Linked DNA regions of Anas platyrhynchos: region 1 is linked to region 2. A link is a contact called in public Hi-C data. All regions are on one chromosome and are shown on one strand. Each heading gives the region's core, a stretch centred on a gene start, on an enhancer-like site or on the middle of the called end of the contact. The rest is flanking DNA. Distances are from core to core; before and after follow the strand shown.

What was found. A called contact is a pair of places that touch in the nucleus more often than the background predicts.
Region 1: a Hi-C map of subcutaneous adipose tissue shows a contact between it and region 2, with 2.2 times the contacts expected there. The contact joins two enhancer-like sites. A contact is called at or near these places in 5 of 8 Hi-C or Micro-C datasets (liver, skeletal muscle, small yellow follicle and 1 more).

The regions. Positions count from the first base shown.
Region 1 is chr14:1,282,635-1,287,132 of IASCAAS_PekinDuck_T2T, forward strand. It overlaps ARHGAP26 (Rho GTPase activating protein 26), which reads right to left. Exons shown (of 23, transcript XM_072023306.1): 9 at 4,120-4,220; 10 at 2,065-2,159. Among named protein-coding and RNA genes, the nearest start is that of ARHGAP26, 24 kb to the right of the region's middle. Within about 2 kb of position 2,712, at least 4 of the 8 cell types and tissues checked have an H3K27ac peak or open chromatin away from gene starts, as enhancers often do. A contact at or near this core is called in subcutaneous adipose tissue, where this site is marked.
Region 2 is chr14:961,902-965,967 of IASCAAS_PekinDuck_T2T, forward strand. It overlaps YIPF5 (Yip1 domain family member 5), which reads left to right. Exons shown (of 6, transcript XM_027468513.3): 6 at 1-251. Among named protein-coding and RNA genes, the nearest start is that of YIPF5, 9.1 kb to the left of the region's middle. Within about 2 kb of position 2,335, at least 1 of the 8 cell types and tissues checked has an H3K27ac peak or open chromatin away from gene starts, as enhancers often do. A contact at or near this core is called in subcutaneous adipose tissue, where this site is marked.

The sequences.
Region 1 (4,498 bases), core at 1,462-3,961, 320 kb after region 2:
GGAGAGTAAGAGCAGAGGCTTTGGACACGAGTGCCAGGCGGCAGCGATGTGGCCTCTCCATCAGCACGGACATCAGTGGGGTTTGTGCTGTACGGGCGCAGGTTTCAGCCCTTGGGTTGCTGACCCACGCCTGCCCCGGTAGGCACAGCGCAGCCCAGCAAGTGTCAGTCCACGTGCTTCACAAGGGACAATCCGATGTGTGTGTCCATCACAAGCAAGTGACGCGTAGAGAAGAATCATCCTGCTCTCTTAACCCATCCATTTCCAAGCAAACCGCTGGAGAGGTAGCTTCCACCTTCAGGAGAGGCACGGTGGTGGCACTACTCAGCCCTTTCCCTCCCAACAGCACAGACGCAGGCAGCACGCTCAAAATGAGCCCAGGTCTCCCAGGCTGGGTCAAGGGAAGGTGCCTGCAGCAGTTACAAAACACTCGGCTCCTGCTGGACCTTGCTTACAAGCCTCATTTTCCTTTTAAGCTGCATGCAGAAAAGGAGAAAACTGCTGTAAGTCAAACGCAGCACATGTGTGAGACAGAGAAGCATCCTGGGGATGCTTGCCTTAATCACATCCAGGCTTCCAGCATGGGGCTGAAGAACAAGACATCAAGTTTCTAACTTCTCTATTAGCAGAGACAATAAAAAAGAAAAACAAAACCAACACAACACAAAAAGCCCGAGACCAAAGCAGAAAACAACCAGCCCAGGACAAAAAGCCCTCTGCACACTCAGCCTGACGGAGCTGCAGCCAGCCCTCGGTCACGGCCGTGCCACCGCCTGCGGACCCCAGCCCGTGCCCCACAGCACAGATCGGGGGCAGCGCCCAGCCCGCAGCTCCTCTCCTCCTGCCTGAATCACGCTGGGAAGCACCGTGCCGGGCAGCCAGCAACGAGTTTTTATACCAAGAACACGCACAGCTGCCTGCACACTGGGCAGAAAAAGCAGCTTTTCGGTTCATGTTTTCTGCTCTCGTGGCTCTCAGGCAGGGGAGCCGGGAACACGTATGTGAAATGAGCAATTTCTCAGGTTTCCCCGCCTTCGCCGCTCCCCTGCCATTATTTACATTTAGCTGGCGCATTTCTGGAGCAGCTCTTGATCCCATGCCTAGCAGGCTCCAGACATCAAGGGAAGGTTCAGCCGTCTCTGAAAGCACTACAGAAGAAAACTATTGTGGTGGCTGGCTTCTCCTCCTCCCAGTTTTATTTTGATTTTCACGTTTAAAAAAAAAAAAAAAAACACTCCTCAGGGCATAGGAAAAAAATCCCAGCGTCAGCAGAAATCCTGCAGCTTCCTGGAGGAAAACGGAGCTCCAGGGAGTGGGCAGCACGGCCAGCGAAGGGGAGAGGACAGCTGGAACGGGAGCAGGCACAAACCTGGGAGGGCACAGATACTCCGTGACTTTGGAGCATGCTTTGGGAAAGCAGGTCAGCGTCCTGCAGAGAGGAAGGGACGAGGCAGTAACACCGCGTGGAGCAGCAGCACCAGCTCGGTTTTGCTGTTTATGTAGGGAAGCCATGCGTGATGCTAGCTGGACACAAACAGGCTCCCATTCCTGGGCGCATTTTACTCGTTTGGGGAAAAAGAAACAAACTGGAAGTGCCCAGAGCTGTGAGCTGGGCTTCCAGCGCTGACCAGCCACAGCACGGCGGCTGCAGCCCGGCCCCGGCACAAAAGCCAAAGTTATTTCAGCACATACCCAGCGCTGGAAAGAGGCACCCCAGCCCTGCCAAGACACATGCAGCGTGTCTTTTCCGTCCTTGTGACCATTTACCCTGCACGGCCAGAGCCTGCAGAAGTGCTAAAACACCGTTCAGTTCAGAACGAGCAGAGTAAACTCGGCACCTTGTAAAACGAAGCGCTAACCCAACACCCCGCGAGCACCTGGCTGCGAGCACCGGGGAGATGCGTTTCCACAGCCTAAAGCTTTCCACTCGCGGAGGGTACGACCACAGCAGCAGGCAGACACCCAAGCTGCGCGGGAAGCATCCAGGAAAGCCTCCTGGAAAGCCGGGGGCAGGCACCGCGGGCCCGAGGTGCACCCCAGGCTGCGACGCCCCTCGGCACTCACCGGTCGACGGCTTCCACATCAAAGCAAAATCTCTTCTCGATCGAGTCGGTTTTCCGCCGTGTGCAAGATTTGAGGATAACAGCTTCGTCTTCTCCCTGAGAAGAGACAGAATCACAGGTAAGGCGGAGAACAGCCAACCGTGCGCCTGCCCCCAGCGCCCATCGCGCTCCCCATTACCGCGTTCAAACCAGAGGGAGCTTTGGTAACACCAGCAACGCATCGCCTGCTAGAAATGCGTAATTACACATCCCAAATGAGGGCTTGTCTTTCCACCTTGGCAGACGTGGTTATTCCAAAACAAGGAAGTGTCCCTTCTGAGGGCACGCGGTGAGCTTCATGCACCGCGTATCGCGCAGCCCACGTTTCAGGCAGGCAGGGAGCGTTGGACCGCAACTTTTGGGCAAAGCTTTATTTTCCATTGCTGAACAATGCCTCACAGACCTGGCTGTCAATTCTCACTCCAGCGCTGGCTGCATTTTTGGCAGCGTTCTGCACACACAAACCCCTAACGGGAGCAAACATGTCTTCAAATGTTTATTATTTAACAAAGCAATGACAAAACCGTCCTCCCATCCAGGCATCCGCATCCAAGCCGTGCTGGATTTCCCCACGCCGAGCAGCAGTCGGACAGGATCTGCGTGCACTGCTGTCCTCTGCTGGAGGAAGGCCCTCCTCAGGCCCTGCCAGCACAGAAAATTCTCCCTTTGCGATTTTTAAAATCCACCGATGACTCAATAGAAGATAAATCCTGCGCGTGTTCCTGGAGACGGCCGCTTCTCTGTGCTCTCCGTGCTGTTCTAGACGACACCTTGGCTGACCACCCTGTTCCCTGACATCGCCGTTTTCCAGGAAACCTATTTAGGGCCCCAGCAGGAACTCGGAAGGACAGCTCGGAGGGGTCTCTGCAGGGCTGCTCCCCAGGGTCTGGCACGCTGCCTGCGCCCTGCCGCTCACCGCGGGCACGAGGCTGCTCCCGAGCTGCCCTGCTCCCCCTGGTATTCGGGGAATGCCCCACTTCAGAGCCGCCGATATCAAACGATATCCAACGCCAGCCGCAGCCCCAGGCACGCTCGTGAGAGGCTGGCAGCAGCAGAGCCTGTGGTGGCCCACGTGTGGCTGTCCCCTCCTGCAGCACCACCCCGTGCCCGCAGCGCACAGACCCCAGGACACCCGGCCACGGCGCTCGCTGGTGAGCTGTGCACAGCCTGCACGGGGCTGTGCTTCAGGGGGAGCACAGGGCACGAGACCCAGCACAGGCAGTGCTTTCTGCCAGGATGCTACAAGCCTCCAGACCTCAGGAGAGCAGCGCCGGAGCGGGCGCCCGCCCTGCACGAGGAGGGCACTGCGGTGTGCGGCAGCGCCCACACCCCGGGCACCGGGGAAGCCGTGAAGTGGGCAGGGACCACATGAAATAACACACAGCAGCTGACAATTACAAGGCTGGCATACTTGAAGGCTAAGTTATAATGAAGATGCTCCGAGGCAAGAGGAAATTCATTTTAAAACTTGCCCTGCTCCCTTTGCCAGCTCCCTTTGCCAGCAAGGAGCCGCACAGAAGCCTGCAGAGCTGCCACAGGCAGCTCCCCTGGACGGGGACGATGCTCGCAAACCACCCCAGCTGGGAACACACCGGGGGGCTTCATTGTTCCTGCTTTAGAGGAGAGGAAAGCCAGACCCTGCTACAGCTGGGCTTACGCTGCCCGGGAGCGCTCCCCCTGCACTGGCACACGGGGTCCGAAGGGAGCTGCACGCTCTCCTGCAGCTCTGCCCAAAACGGCCCAAAAGGAAGCAGCTTTATCGGCCAAGCCACAGGCAGCGGGGAAGGAGCAAAACAACCGACAGCCTGCCTGCCCTGCTCCTGCAGGAATCAGGGACCGGGAACCAGGCGGTCACGAGGGTGTGCATAGCACGGCCGCTGCGCCCCCAGAACTGCCACCACCGCCTCTGCCAGCAGCATCACGGCACGGCCAGGGCGCACGGCCAGGGGGCACAGCCAGGGACACGGCCACAGCAGAGACCTCCCCAGGACACATCCAGCTGCGTGCTGACACTCACCGCTTTTCCTCCAGATTTCTGGTCGAACGGCACCATCGTTATCCGCTTGGATTCCCGCTCGTATGTGCAGTAATGCTTCACCCAGGCCGTACTGAAGTGACCTGCAAAGCAAACGCAGTTTTTATTCCCAGAACTAGGAGGGTTTGACTGCTCTGACACTAATAACCCGCAGGTTTAACGATCCTTTAGCACAGCGGGGTTCTGTACCTGTGCTTCTCGCTGTACTTCACCAGTGGAATAAGCACTGCCACCCCTTTTTGTTCAGGGAAGGGAAAGCAGACCTGGCGGGCACTGGGCAGGGATTCTCCCATACTCACACCACAATACCCCAGCCACTGGGCCAGTCCCCCCCTCCCAGATTTTGGGGTCTGCTGAGCTA
Region 2 (4,066 bases), core at 1,085-3,584:
GGAGCTAACTTTGTTGTGTTCCTGGGAGCTGTGGGAAGTGCTGAATGAGTGTGAAAGCATCAAGAACTAAACACTGATGCAGAAAACTGTTTTGACTTACGTACTGTGTCTGGCTGTTGTAATGAATTTTAAAACTCATAAAAAAAAAATTCAATTTCCTTCAAGAATTTGATTCAAGAGCCCAGATAATTTTATACTTTGATACTTTATTATGAGTTATCATCCTAAATAAAACAGTTGAGTTTATTTTATTTACTGGAATGTTTTACTCTGCATGTTTTAGTTCTGATTTTCTTTGGATTAGCAGGCCTGATGCTCAAAGTCCTCTTTTTATTGAACAACATTATCTGCTGATGGAGCATGATGTCCTGTGTTTCTGCAAATAAGTTACAGTGATTGCCTTTACTAATGAGACCTAATTAAATACAGAATGCTTCTAAGAAGTATAAAAACTGGCATACTTCCTTGAGCATGTCAGGTTCTAAATACTCAAATATTGTTTTGTTGTTGACTAATTGAGCTTACCTTGCATGTATGGTTCATTTCTTAAAGCTTGCACTGATTTTTGTAGATTTCTCTTGCTGTGGTGACCGAAGTTATTTATAACAACTTAACATGTAAGTAATCATCCTAGAAGTTGAGTGCAAAGGAGAAATGTTAAAATCCACCCATCTCCGTGTAGCACTAATTGCACAACTACTGAGTTGGAAAGACCATATCAAAACGTATTTCTGTATATACATTGTCACAAAGTCCCTATTCTGACAGTGGAGGATGCTACATGCTCTACTTAAGCAGTGAGGTTTGACCTGATAGTTTCAGGAGCATTCTGTGTTCTTCAGACCACATTGTGGTGAATTCAGTGATGAATTTCCACCTAGGCTCCTGGGAGCAGGAATGGAAGTAGGAAGAGGGAGTAGAAGTGGGTCGAAGACTAATTCACAGGGGGCTTCACAAAAACATAATATATCTAAACTGGTAGTCTTAAATATCCCCGGGTTCTGGTAGGTTAGTTAATGTGATTCCATTGACCCTGTTTATTGCCTTTCCAGAATCAATTCTATTGATTTCCTACTTTAACCTACTATAATACTGTTTTGTCCTAGAACCTGCTTCAATTTTAGTTACGTTTCAGACTATTTAATCTTACTGTCACATGGAATGAGAAGATTATGTGCTGTAATTCTTCACTCCCACATTTGCCTTTAGTTATACTTAGGCTTTTTTTTTTTCCCTACTTTCCTAAATCTGAATTCTCCCCCACTGTCTGTTAACAGCAGTATTCTCATCCAGTTTTCTGATGAAGTGTTAATGCTACCTGCTTCACACTGCATTGTCTCTTGACATTTTCATGTTGCTCAGCTTAAAAGTGTTCATGTATGAATGCTGGTATTGCTTTTTTAAAGCTAATTGCTTTATCACGCCCACTCTTTAAATTACTTCCTATTGTACAAAGTTATATTAAAAGTTGCTTTTCCCAGTTTGTCTATTCAAAAGCAAAGTTTTGACAGCACCTGTGTGTTTCAGGTCATTTGTTTTGCTATGAGGCAACTGCTGACTCCCATTCAGTTTCAGTAAGCAAAATTTTTGTAAGCATCAACAAATCATATGTCATTAAAGCTCGTTGTTGAGCTGTCAAACCTCTGTCAAACACTGACAGGTGTGGGCATCAGGCACCTCTCTAGGAGGCCAGTTCCAGCGTTTGACCACTCTTAAGGTATAGAAATCTTTCCTCGTGTAGTCAGAACTTTCCCTGGCGCAGCTTTGGGCCGCTCCCACGCTGGCTTCTCTCTCAGTCACCTTATTTCCATGAACTTGAATGGTTCAGACTTGGTTACTGCAAAGAACACCTCTTTGGGTTTGTAGTGAGAAGCTGGAGTGCTCTTAGGCTTGTCTCCAAGCATCGGCACAGGGATGTCTTCACTGCATGACCTGTGTGCAAGGGACCCAGGACCCCCAGGGAGCGGCGGGCGCAGCAGGGCACAGTGCTTTGGGGGGCGAGGGTCGGGCTGGGGCACGGCCTGGCAGCAGCCACGGGTGGTCACCCACTGACGGTGTGCTGGTTCCTCCCAAAGCTGCTGCGGAGTCTGCTATGTGCTTTAGGAACCACACGAGCTAAAAGAGCAGCCAGCAGTTTGTGGTACTGCCGCGGGTTGTGCCGCAGGAGCAGGTTTGCAGAAGAGCGAACATCTTTCTGTGGACAAGCATTCACATGCTGCAACTTTAACAAAAATGATTTAAACAAAAAGGAGCGGAATAACTGGGGCTTGCTGTTTCCCACATCTCCACTGGGTGGGCCTGCAGCATATCTGATGTGCGACCGCAGGCAGCATCGCTGTGAGGGAGGGCTTGGGGCCGGCACAGCTCAGCATCAGGAAGGTTTCCTCCTCCGCTTGCCCTCTTTGCCTCCCGTGACATCAGCAGCAGTTACACCCCCAGGTAGCCAAACCGCTGATGTCTGGCTGGATTTCTGCTCCATGTAATGGGCAAGGCCCTCACGTCAGTCATGGCCTGTCAATTCAGCAGAGATGCTGTGTGTGCCAGGAAGCCCTCCTGGCAGTGGGAAAGCTCTGCTGCGTCCCTTCCTTTCTATACAGCTCTAATTTTTCTGACCAGGTTTTCTCTTCACACTACTAAGAAGTCTCTTCATTTTCTTTACGCAGTCCAAAAGCATGAGAAATTGTTTTTCACCAGATAATCCGCTGCCCTCCCAGCTGCTGGGAGATGCAGGCAGGCTCCTCCCTGTGTGGCCCACCCTGTGCTGTAGCACTCATGGGCACCTCTTTCCCATGTGAGGTGCTGCATCCTCCCAGAGATACATTTCTTAATTCAGTTAACTAGCAGCCCTCCAGAACTGAAACAATTAATTTACACAACCTATGGGGAAAAAAAAAAAACTAAAAGTGTTTAAAAATATTTTGTTTTATTGTTACTTTAGAAGTTACAAGCACTACCATCTCAAGATGTGGGGACCTCAGTTATTTACTGTGATTATCCTTGAGCATCCTGCAAGACAGGGAAGCTCCTCATCCTGTCCTGTAGATGAGGACTGACCTAAGGAGCTGTATGCAGCTTTTCCAGGGCCTGCTGCATTTGGTCATCTTTATCCCAGCAGAACATAATGAGGTTGCTCTCCAGGGGTGGATTCCCAGGCCAGTTCTCTGGGACACAGCTTGAAAGTGGGAGGAGATTTTATAATTGGAAAGTCTGTCAGCCGCATTTGCCAGCTTTGTGCTTTCCCAACCAAAGCCAGCAGGCCATTAGCCAAACAGCAGTCCCTGCTTTGAGAACTGCAGGCATTGTGCTCATAAGGGTTGTTTTTTTTTTTTTTTGTTTTGTTTTTTTCCCTCCTATTATTTTTGCTTTATTGAAGGAAGCACTGACATTAAAAAACAGGGATTCTCTGCTCCTCATCAGGAATGGTAAAGTGGAATATTGTCTAAAATTAGACACTAGTCCTGGAATAGGCCTCTTTCAAAAATCGTACTGCAATTACACGTCTCTAGGAAGAAGGGCGTTGCTCTATTTCTTTACACACTAAGCTCCACCACATCATTCTTGGGATTACAATGCTCTTACAATATACGTTTCTATTATGTTTTTCCCAATATTCTTGCTTTTCTGTTGCTGGCAGAGAAATACCAACATTACCAACTGACCCACCAGGCCCATTTGCTGTTCAGTCGTGGAATTTGCGCCCGCTTTCATGCAGCAGCTGTGGCCAAAGGCAAGCAGCACTGTGTGCTCCCATCGGAAAGGTGCCCCTGCCTGCGCTGAGCCTGTCCCTCTGTCCCTCTGAGTGCCCAGCACCGCTGCAGCGACGTGAAACTGCCCTCAGGCTCTGAACCAGGCTCTGCCAAAGCCATCCTTACCTGGCCGTGTTTGCTCCAGTCTGGAGATCAATGCTAAGGGAAGTCAGGCAAGTGACTGAGCTGTTTCAGGCCTTTTGGCAGCAAGCACCAGCAAAGGCTTATCTTCAGCAGTTATTATGAATTCAAAGTCAAGGCCATTTGGGCCTCGGGGTAAAATCCAGAGGTTCTTACTGAGGGTGTGATTTATCCCTCTC